Regions from separate parts of the Zea mays genome. Here region 2 is linked to region 1. A link is a contact called in public Hi-C data. All regions are on one chromosome and are shown on one strand. The core of a region is the stretch at or near the end of the contact, and the rest is flanking DNA. Distances in the headings are between cores, read along the strand shown.

Region 1 (6,001 bases), core at 2,534-5,033:
ACACGTATTTATGTGAATATATGATATTTTTCCAGCACTGTTGACAAAAAAGTTTATCAATCTGCTCAATGAGGCTCAAGATGGGATTTTAGATTTGAACAGCACAGCAGAGATGTTAGGTGTATGTAACTTTTCCTCATTTACTAAGCCGGCATTTCTCTTTGTTTCTCTTGAGTCTTGCTGCAAGCTTCAGCGTGACTATGAAAACTCAGGTTCGTAAGAGGCGTATGTATGACATTACAAATGTCCTTGAAGGGATTGGTTTGATAAAAAAGAAGTTGAAGAACAGAATATGTTGGAAGTGAGCATTGCCTTCTATACTTACAAAGTTATGTTTATATGGTGCGACATGCTAATCTTATGATTTTACAGGGGTTTGGGGGAATTGGGAACTAACTTGGATAATGATCTTTCAGTTCTGAAGGTACTTATTTCTGTATTTGCTCTTTCTGTTTCATTTAATCATGTCCATATTATCAAACACATTGTAAATGTCCCTGTACCTAGAAATGATACGCGCCCAAGTCTAAGCTTCACTTGGTGTAATCTCTTTGCAGATAGATTTTGAAAACCTTAATCTACAGGAGCAAGCATTAGACGAACATATAAGGTTGGTAATCACTGGAGGTTGCGAAACTATTGACTGCAGTTCTCAATGCTGCTATTTTTAATGAGAATGGTAATACGGTCTAAAGTATTTCTCCTTGCAGTAAAATACGGGAAAAGCTGAAGGACTTAACTGAAGATGAAGGCAACCAGAGGTAATCATATTAATTTGTGTCAAGATACTTGCATATTGCTGTCACTGTTTCACTTTTTAATCATGTCTAATTGTCTATTATTCATGTTTAGGTGGCTATTCCTTACTGAAGATGACATCAAGGGGTTGCCCTGCTTTCAGGTTTGCTTACATGTTAAAGAAATCCCAAATTATGGCCTTTTCCAGATTTCATATTATTTCTGACTATTCAGAGTAAATTTCATCCTATGTTTGACTATTCAGGCTGTCTTTAATACCAAAAATAACTAAGGATAGTTGATTCTGGTGTGAACTCATTACCTTTTTTCAATCTGCACTTCTGCAGAACAAAACATTAATTGCAATAAAAGCACCTCATGGGTCTTCTTTGGAAGTGCCCAATCCTGATGTGGTAAGTAGCCAGGAAAACAATGACCAGTCGATATCTCAATATGCGATGCATTGCATGTTTAGTCATCATTAACTATTTCATAACTTTAGCTCATTTATTTTATAAGATGACTGGGGATAGCCTTCAAAGGAGATATAGAATAGTAGTACGGAGTACAATGGGTCCAATTGATCTTTACTTAGTTAGGTAATGTTTGAATCTTCTCTTGAAGCTGGTTGCTGGAAAAAGTAAGTTATCTGACATACATCCTTACTATATTGTTAGTAAAACTGAAGAAGAAATGGAGGGAAAGCTGGATGATGCTGCAGCACCCGCAGGGCACACAAATGTGGCAAAGCATGGCTCCATAAAATGCCCCAGAACAAAAAGAGCTTGGCAAAGGAGTAGAAAAGAGGAGGTGGTGCCTAAGGCTCAGAAGATCCAGAAAACTCCAGATCTAAATGCCCCATGTCATTCTGAAGGAGTGTTGAGGAAGATTAATCCTTCAGATGTTGAGGTAAGTTAGATTTGATCTTATGAAGCTTAACTTTTTATATTATATATATAGTATCTATACAAGGTGAAGCTGAGGCATTCCATAATCATCACTCATCAGTTAACTGAGAACATCAAGCCTTAATATTTCGTAGAAGAATCACACAATTCAGAAATCAGAACTCCAGTTCTACATTAGTACATTACATACACGCTCTTAAATTGCATCTTGATTTCTTTCTATCCCTTTAATTGCACCATTTTTATTGTGAAGAGCATTGGGTTTGCACATTGCTGTATCTTTTCCGCCTGACAAGATCAAAGCAAATAGTAGACTTAGCTATTCATGGTCCTACTGCACTTCCTCAGAGTGGAGCGGACTACTGGCTGCTCACAGACTGTGATGTTTAGCATCACTGATATGTGGAGAACACAGCGTATCCTTTTCTCCAGAACTAGTATTCATGACGTCTTGTTTAAATGTCATCTACAATAATTTTCATAGGTACTTGCAATTTCTGAAGTGAAGTATTACTTGACATGGTAAATAGCAGAAATGCAGTTGGATCAGATAGACCCCAACGATTTCCTAGCTGAAGAGGTGAGCTCACCAGGGACATTCAACCAGCAGCCACCTGAAGGCTACGGCTGTGGGCTCTAACCATGGGCAAGAAAGAAGATGATACAGTGCTGGATGTTTTGGGACGAACTGAGCTCATTACAATTCACGCGTCATTTCTGTGTGGAAGCCAGGATTGCAGTGGGCAAGATGTGCCTGGTGAGATAGGCCTTTTGTTGTGGACTGTTGCTGTGACACGTTTGGTGGCTTGTACAGCGTATCTATGGCTTGGAAGCAGAACAATGCTTCAATCAGACACATAAACTAAACCGCTGGTTACAGAGGTGCACTCCTCCAGCTTTTAAAGGGTCAGGTTTTATGTCCATTTGATTCTGCCTTTGGAATTTGGATGGTGCCACAGTTTCTGTGTACATATTGTGTCTAGGCTGGCTAGATGTGTAGAAAGTAATGTCAAGCATCATCAGCAAAATCCATTATGAAAAGTGCAAACATCATTGCTAAACTCTGAAGCAACCGCACTGCATTGTCAGCTTCTAGTTCAAAAACTCTCTCCACTCGTCATTCATTACTGGTTGTTCAAAATCGTCATCGAACAGCTTTTACAAAAGCAGCACCAGATAGATTCGCTGGCACCGGCTAGTAGAACACCTATATAAGCTTATGTATAGCTATTTGCATAGACTACATGATTCAGTGAGAAGTGTACTTGAGTGGCGGCGCATCAGTCGCCGCCCTTCCTGATCTTGCCAATCCAGCTGGCCACCACCGGCGTCAGTGCCACCGTCGGCGGGAACCTGATCGGCGACGCGGCCTTGTGCGCGGCGTAGGCCAACGCGAAGGTCCCGACCTTCCCTCCGGTTTCCCCTGTCACGATCCCGACCTGCAACGCGCAAAGGAACATTCCATACGTGGCCTGAATTGTGAGCCGAGGGCACAGCTGGCGAGGCGATTGCACAGCACAGCTGGCTTGAGGGGGGAGGCAGCAGCTCACCTTCGCGAGCAGGTCCTGCACGTCGACGCCGGCGCTGACGAGGAGGTAGCATAGAGTGAAGGAGACGATGGAGAGCGAGATGGAGGTGGCCAGGTACGCGCCGCCGTACTTGGCCAGGAGTTCCTTGGCCTGGTCCGTCCGCGACTTCTTCCCCTCGCCTCCCTCTTCCTCCTTGGAGCTGAACACCTGCAGCCACGCAGAGCGCAATACAAATTCGTTCAGCTCACACATCACATGTGCTTCGGAGGCTGCCTGGATGTGTCCCCCGCTTACCTTCCAGAGGCCGAACTCGAGCCCGTACTTCTCGGTTATCTCGTCGGCCGTCTTGGCCTCCCCCTCCTTCGTCTCTTGCACGGCCGAGACCGCGAGCCGCCGACGCCGCGGAGGCCGGAGGGACCGAGAGACAAGGGAGCCGCGCTGGAGCTGGAGCTGCGGCTGCAGCAACCTGTGGGCGCGGCGCGGCGTGTCCGTGAGCGCCGCGAGGCTGGGGAGTAGCAGAGCCGTTGCCGCCATAGTTGGGCGGGCGGATGGCTGGGACTGGAATTGGTAGGAGCAGAACGAAGACGAGGTGGGGACACGACACGACCCAACCGCGGGGCGGCGGGGGCAGCGGACAAGATAGGATTTGCTGATTTAGGAAGGAGCACAGCAGGACAGACAGAACCCGCGGACTTTTGTTGTCGAGTTGCGTTTGCTTACGATTCTGATGGACGGCCGAAATGCATCTGGGCCTCCGCGTTTCTGGACCTCGAGACTTGTTTTGTGAGAAGCCCAGGAGTGGCAACGTGAGGTGGAGGATGGGGACAAGTTGCCTGCTGCTGTACCATGGAGTACGGAGGACCAGCGTAAACGGGGCCTTTTCCACTTGCACCACAACCCGCACGAAAATACAAGGTTGAACTCCTTTGTCCTTAAAAAGTTGGAAACTTCCGCTCTTGATCGTGAGAGTGTCCACTGCAGAGTTTGCACATCTTTACCTATAAGACATGTTTCCAGTTTAGCTAGGGTTTGCAAGACCCTTAAGACACTCTCAAGGTAAATGGCTAGAGATCCACCGCGAGACCTTTCTAAAGTTCCATTAGATGAGAGAACCCACTGCGGTTTCCGGGCCAAAGGCGTTATAGGAATCCCTTGTCCAAAAAGCTATACAGATTGTCTGACCCGATGACCTCCCTATACCTGCACTCCACCCGCTTGCCCTTTCAAGAAAGGGTTAACTCACACTAGCTTTCCTAATTAATTAGCCAAGGACGTCCTATTCCATCCTTGTGGTAGCACTGTATTTTCAGTTGGTCGATACATGTTCCAATTAACACAATAATCTTATAATAAATAATAATTAAACCTAGGGTGACACCGGTCTAGAGGATTGCGACCCTACCAGACGGGCGTTGGGGCAGATTACTTCATCAAATGGAGAAAACTTTTTTAAGGAAGAAAATCTTTTTGAGAGGCGCAAAATGCTTTATTGCTTCCTATATGCTTTATCATGTCTTCCTTTTCGGTGTTTGATTCCTGAAAGGGAAATATGGTCAAACCTTTTCCTAAATGATTTTGGTGGTTGAATTGCCCAACACAAATGATTGGACTAACTAGTTTGCTCTAGATTATAAGTTCTACAGGTGTCAAAGGTTCAAACACAAACCAATAAAAAGTCCAAGAAAGGGTTCAAATAGAAAGGAGCAAAACCCACCGAAGACTGTCGTGGTTTGGCGCACCGGACTGTCCGGTGTGCCAAGCGGAGCAACGGTCGCCAGTGCAATGCTCGAGTTCAACGGTCGGTTAACACAGCTACAGTGCGCGGACAGTTCGCGCAGAGTCAGAGCAGGCGCCAGAAGGCGCACCGGACAGTGAACAGTACCTGTCCGGTGCACCACCGGACTGTCCGATGACCCCACCTGTCAGAGCTCCAACGATCGAATCCTGACGGTTGGGTGACGTGGCTGGCACACCGGACAGTGTCCGGTGGCGCATCGGACTGTCCGGTGCGCCCATCAACAGACAGCCTCCCCAACGGCCATTTTGGTGGGTGGGGCTATAAATACCCCCTAATCACCACACTTCAAGGCATCCAAGTTTTCAACCATTGCATTCAATACAAGAGCTCTAGACTTCACTCCAAGACACAAACAAGAGATCAAATCCTCTCCCAAGTCCGGAATCGCTCCAAACAAATAGTGACTAGTGAGAGAGATATTTATGTTCATTTGAGTTCTTGTCGCTTGGATCACTTTTTTTCTTCCTCCATTCTTGTTCTCAAGCAACTTGTAATCAAGCAAGAGACACCAAGTTGTGGTGGTCCTTGTAAGGGGTCTAAGTGACCCGTTGATTAATGAGAAAAGCTCACTCGGTCTAAGTGACCGTTTGAGAGAGGGAAAGGGTTGAAAGAGACCCGGTCTTTGTGACCACCTCAACGGGGAGTAGGTTTGCAAGAACCGAACCTCGGTAAAACAAATCACCGTGTCATCCGCTCTATTTCTTTGGTTGATTTGTTTTTGCCCTCTCTTTCGGACTCGCTTTTATTTCTAACGCTAACCCGGCTTGTAGTTGTGCTTAAAGTTTATAAATTTCAGATTTGCCTATTTACCCCCCTCTAGGCGACTTTCAGTTCCAAAGGGGGAGAAATTTGTAGACCAAAGTATATCAAATACCAAAACTAATTTTTAAAAATTTTGTAATCTTTTAATTGATTATTTATGTTGGTTTTGGTCCAAGATAGGAAGTATGAGGATTATGGAGTTAGGGGGAGGCTTAAGTTCATAACCACTCATTATGGGGATTGTTTGCATATGCAAGAATGATGTT
Region 2 (5,654 bases), core at 935-3,434, 160 kb after region 1:
TTTCCTACCTCGTAAGCCAAACTTTTTAGCCTCTAATCAAGTTTGTTGAAAAACATATTCATGTCTATAACTATAATACCAAATATATGCATTATCAAGAAATTAGTTTATGAGGGATTCAATGAAACTAATTTGGTGTTGTAGATGTTGGTGCATTTTTCTATAAACTTGATCGATTTAGAGAAGTTTGATTCAGGACTAAAATAAACACATTACATTTTGGAACAGATGGAGTAGTAGGTAATGTCTCAATATTCCTTTATACGTTTTTGCACATTCTTATGTTCTTTGGCTTATCAGTTACTCTGGTTCAGTTCCATGCAGATGTTCGCACTTGCCTATTTTCTAGTGCTTTAGGTGTGTTATAAATCGGTAACTTGGTTGATCATTTGAGAGTTGATAGTTGAGACCTTGTGGTCGCTAGTTGTCTCTAACAAGGCAAGTACACATAGGTCGTTACTTCAAACAAAACAGCTGCATGCATGGTAACTGTTAAATTAGCTACTTTTTGTGTTTTACTGTCATAAATATACTGTAATACACTTTGGCACGACATTCTTCTTTGTTTCTTGTTTCATTCTTATGTTGTTCATGTTTCTTTCTTCTTTTCCTATTAACAGGTCATTCCTTTTTTGTTGTCTTGTCACTGAACTACTGCATTACAACCTGAAATAATGTTGTTTTCGTCAATGAATGAAGTGAAAGGGACAAGCTTGTTATTTTGAGTCAACACGAATTAATGGGCACATACTATATAGGCACATGTTCTTTTGATCTTTCTCCTTTCGATGTGATTCAAATCCACTTGTAGTATCTGATACTGATGATCTGAACTTAACCTGAGGCGTCTTTATCAAGTGAACATAAATATATTGGCTTGATAAAGATGACCAAAGCAGCATTAAGGCTGTTGCGTAACAATGTTCATATTCAGATGGATGCACCATGGAAACAGAGTGACACATGCTGAAATTAATTAGTATTTATTGCATGGCGTCACACCAACTTTTTTTCAACCTTTTTTAAACATGTCTCTTTCCAATTGAAATTTCATCACCATTTCAATACTTGATGTCTTTATGGGTAGTTGTCATGAAGCACAGATCTTTTCGTTGCAACTATGGGCGCAGTAGTGCCAATAGATCAGTTCAGCTAACCTGTGATGCTAACATCCCATTTCTGGGGTAGATTGTCTTCCAATGTTATCCCCTTCTTCCAATGTTGAGATTGAATCCGAGACTTGGAAGCTTGGATTTGAAGCTCCTATGAATGATAGAATGAAGTTACGTCTCAATTTCACTCTATCAGGGTGAACTTTTCTTATCTTGAAACGAAAAGATAGGAAGTCTGGTCCTATGTCTAAACAAAACTATTACATTTAGAGACACAAAGGAAGGAAACAAGGATTAAAGATATCGCCCTCACTCAGTGTATCTGTGATATATCAAAATTGTGATACTAACGTATGGGTGCTAGCTTCGCAATTTTAGAATGGATATATCACAGTTACACTGAAGAAATGACTAGACAAATAGAACTACTGGACCTAGGACTTCATATAACTTTTTTTCTTGATGTCGTGCCGCCTATGGAACCATATTGCTCATCCCCTCCTGCTCCTCCTGCTGCTATTATTACTGTTGTTCTTACTGTTGTTGTTGTCCTGCAGAAAGTCAAGGAGAACAGGGCTCTTGCACTGGGGGCACCGAGGGTCATCTTGTGGGAGCATGACGTAGATGAAGCAGCGAGGACAGGCAGCAAGAACCATGGATGTGGCCTCAGGGCTGTTGGACCACTGCAGGCCATGCTCGTTCTCTGACGATAGGCAGGAGCTCGGGGATGACTCCTCATCAGCCATCGCCCTCCTGGAGGAGTCCCCTGTTGCAGGAAGTGAGAGGTTCAGTTTCAGGTCAAGGCCCCTAGAGCTCTTCCTGTTGCTGCGGCTCATCCTTTGGAGGTATGTGCTGTCTGCATCCATCAAACGTTGGATCAGCTGATTGAGATACACACTTCAGGATGGATGCTATACTGTCACGAGGATTAGATGCCTAGATACAGATAGTGAGGGGACTTACTGTTTTGCAGAGTGACGAGGCGCTGGATGCAAGCAGGTGGAGATGAGAGCGATGTGAAATGCTCTGGAAGGAGAGGGCTATGAGCTTTAGAATGCTCAGAGGTGTTTCTCTGGTGTTGCTGGAGAAGGGATAGATGGTATTTATAGGGGGTGAGGATGGGAGGTCAATTGGTTTTCTTTAATGTGACATAAGAGCTACGCTCCCATTTAATTATTACTCACTACTATCTCATAGTAGTAGCAATAGTACAATTGTACGCATTTTATTGCCTATCATATTCATGGTTGGGGAGTGGCGAAGGAATAGGATTGAATATGTGTTGGGTGGAAGAGAAGTGCTAGGTGAGAGGTTTTGTGGTGGCCTGTTGGGTCATATGCAAAAGATCAACAAATCTGAACGAGGAAAAACAGGACCTGGGACACATGCCTACAGTTGAGCATTTGCTTCTTCGCTCGTTGCTTTTTACACAACATTAACAGGTACTGGGAAACTTTTACCTGGTGCTTAACAAGTTAATTCGTATTTTTTTATTGTTAATCAGTATTTTTAGCCTGCTAGCAATGCAAAGTATTTGCTCCACAGCATTTTCTGGATTCAGGCTTCTTTCTTATTGCATTTGGGCGAGAGGTTAAACTTGCTATCTATATTTAAAAAATGTTCCAAATTTTTTAAAATGACTGACATCCCACAGATTTTAGGAACAATATCTTATGTGCCACAGGAAAGTTGGTTGGGCCAATTAGATAATTATGACAATGATTATTTGTTGTGTAGTTGAGTGTTGGAACCACTAATTTTGTTTGCTTTTGATTATTTGTAAAGCTTGTACAGTTGAAATTTGACTGGCTTCCAATTTATTTCACAACTTGATGTGGCCATGAATGGAATTTATTGGGCACAGTATTGCTGAAAGAGCACTAAATGGGCTTGAATGTTGAGCCAATTTTCTTGTTTATTTGAATAAATGAGGCTCTTCAATATGGATGGAGTATGCTGGGTAGCTTATGAAATTAGGTATTTAGGTCTTTGAATGGCGCAAGGCAAGGCCTGTGCACCCATGCATTGCCCGGTGCGCATCTTGATACAATGGCTAAGAGATAAGCAAACTCATTAATGTCGCTTTGTTTGATGCACATAGGAGCAGCCTCCTCTAATGCCATCTCCCACCCTATGAATTGCAGCTCTGGGATTTTGCTCGTTTCCAGCTTGCAGTGTTTAAATGCTGACAGCGTATGTATTAAATTCGATGGTTGACTTGTTAGTATTCTGGAGATATTGCATCCTGGGTTTGCGACTTAATCGCCTTTCGATTAAGAAAAGGGCGAAAATTTGTTCCTCAAGTCATAGTAGCAACCCACTAATGTAATCCCCCAAGATTGCTTCCATATCCCACCTTGGTTAATGATGATGACACACAACTCACTTAAAGTTGTTTTGGTTTGTGTGTTGCATTGGGTCTGGTCAATGGTACTGCCTGCTAATATCTACTACTACATGGTTAAGAGAGAGTCATCTGTGCATTTCTTTTTTCCTGTGGCTTTGCTGGAACTAATCCCAGCATTAATGCCACTTTTGGGGGCAAATAGAAGCAGTAATCAATGGTTTTGGGATCCAGAGCCAAATTGTATTCGCCTTGGGTTCAAAGATTAAAATTCGCTTTACCGGATCGCATATTATTTTGCCACCATTCACCATGATTCGATGCTGACGTGTTTAACATTGCACTTGAATGCAAGTTCTGCCCAACTACGGAGACATGAGGGGTTGACCTGAATCTGGGCTCAGGCTCATAACTGTGGCACTAGGTTTGTATTAGTACAGGATATGGTTTAAAAATGATTTTCATGGATTAGTTGTGATTAGTTTGTGTTTTGAGACCAATGTGCCCTTTGATTTCATGGAGCGGTCTAAGGTGTTAATTAAAGTTTTTTTTTGCTAGTTTGGAAACTTAAATCCATTTGAGATCCTCCTTATCATATCCCAGGGTAGCAACCTCGAAAAGTGTCATTTGAATAAGATATTTAATTATTTACTAGCTAGTTGTTTGTACATTGCTACGTTTTTTATATATCACGTAGGTATACCTTGTGTAAATGAGATATTTATTTGAAGACAATTATATTTTTTATTTCCAAATTATTAGTATATATATATACTTATAATATCACTCTTTTATATAACACCAACAAATATGCGGTGTAGTGGTAAAAGTTGAATAATCGCGCCTAGGCGGGTGGGGCTTGAATTCCCACCATGCCCGCTGTCGGCGTTTCGAGACGGGGGGTCTCTGGGCCGACGAGTGAAATGTCGCCGCGTGCCCCAGCCCAGATGGGTCGGCGTGAGACGGAGCGCGAAGGGGGAAAAAGGCAGCCGGAGCGAGAGAGAGGTGGAAATCCCGCGGTCTTCGTGTTTGTCCCGCGCCCAGGTCGGGTGCGCTTGCAGTAGGGGGTTACAAGCGTCCACGCTGGAGGGGAGCGAGCGGCCTCACGCGAGCGCCTGTCCCGTCCTCTTCCCTGCGCGGCCAACCCTCTCTAAGAGGGCCCTGGTCCTCCCTTTTATAGGCGCAAGGAAAGGATCCAGGTGTACAATGGGGGGGGTGTAGCAGAGTGCTAACGTGTCTAGCAGAGGAGAGCTAGCGCCCTTAGTACATGCCATCGTGGCAGCCGGAGAGGTTTTGGCATCCGGTTCGTGCGGTGTCGTGGCCGTCGGAGGAGCACTGGAGCCTGGCGGAAGGACAGCTGTCGGGGCTGTCGAGTCCTTGCTGACGTCCTCTTGCTTCCGTAAGGGGGCTGAGAGCCGCCGTCGTCGTAGAGCGTGCGGGGCGCCATCATTACTTGTCTGGCGGAGCGAGCCAGATGGGACGCCGGTCTTGTTCCCCGTAGCCTGAGTCAGCTTGGGGTAGGGTAATGATGGCGCCTCCTGTTGATGTGGTCGGTCCGTGCCCTAGGTTGGGCGATGTGGAGGCTCCTCCGAGGTCGAGGTCGAGTCTGTCTTCCGAGGCCGAGGTCGAGTCCGAGCCCCTGGGTCGGGCGAGGCGGAGACCGTCGGCGGAGGTCAGGGCTGAGTCCGAGCCCTGGGGTCGGGCGAAGTGGAGTTCGTCTTCAGGGGCTGAGCCCGAGTCCGAGCCCTGGGGTCGGGTGGAGCGGAGTTTGCCGTTAGGGCTGGACAAAATACTCGTGGCTCGATAACTCGCTCGACTCGGCTCGGTAGTGGCTCGACTCGGCTCGACTCGTTTTTATTTTGTAGCCAGCTGAGCCAGCATTGTAGCTCGGTGTTAAAACGAGCTAGCTCGAGCCAACTCGCGAGCTGGCTCGCGAGCCAAGCGAGCCAACCACAGAATGGGCCAGGCGCGACCGCGTGGGGCAAAGCAGCCCACTCAGCAACTCGCCAACTCCCGCAGCCCACTCGGCCTCTGCCACACGGCCCACACGCAGACACACACGCTAAGCGGCTAAGGGCCTAAGGCAGTAAGGCACACACGCACGCACACAACACAGACACTGGACACAACACAAGCTAACTCGACGGACGTTCTTGAGTTCTTCAAACCCTAACCCTAGCCGCCTAGCCGCCGCCCAC

The links. Hi-C and Micro-C count contacts between places; a contact is called where the count stands out from the background.
Region 2: a contact with region 1 is called in a Hi-C map of leaf, with 5 times the contacts expected there. The contact joins the promoter of LOC103646490 here to the promoter of LOC100276592 in region 1. A contact is called at or near these places in 3 of 25 Hi-C or Micro-C datasets (ear, leaf and tassel).

Annotation. Positions count from the first base shown.
Region 1 is chr2:57,618,613-57,624,613 of Zm-B73-REFERENCE-NAM-5.0, forward strand. It overlaps LOC100276592, which reads right to left and starts at 3,784. Exons shown (of 3, transcript NM_001150344.2): 1 at 3,470-3,784; 2 at 3,197-3,382; 3 at 2,740-3,085. The coding sequence starts at 3,709. The coding sequence ends at 2,927. It overlaps LOC103648671 (transcription factor E2FA), which reads left to right. Exons shown (of 12, transcript NM_001402557.1): 4 at 36-121; 5 at 213-301; 6 at 373-424; 7 at 558-610; 8 at 711-761; 9 at 853-901; 10 at 1,086-1,151; 11 at 1,258-1,337; 12 at 1,416-1,849. The coding sequence ends at 1,656.
Region 2 is chr2:57,776,659-57,782,312 of Zm-B73-REFERENCE-NAM-5.0, forward strand. LOC103646490 reads right to left here and starts at 2,185. Exons shown (of 2, transcript NM_001327930.1): 1 at 2,076-2,185; 2 at 1,427-1,968. The coding sequence starts at 1,948. The coding sequence ends at 1,604. It overlaps LOC109943996 (a long non-coding RNA gene), which reads left to right. Exons shown (of 3, transcript XR_004856212.1): 3 at 1,670-2,350.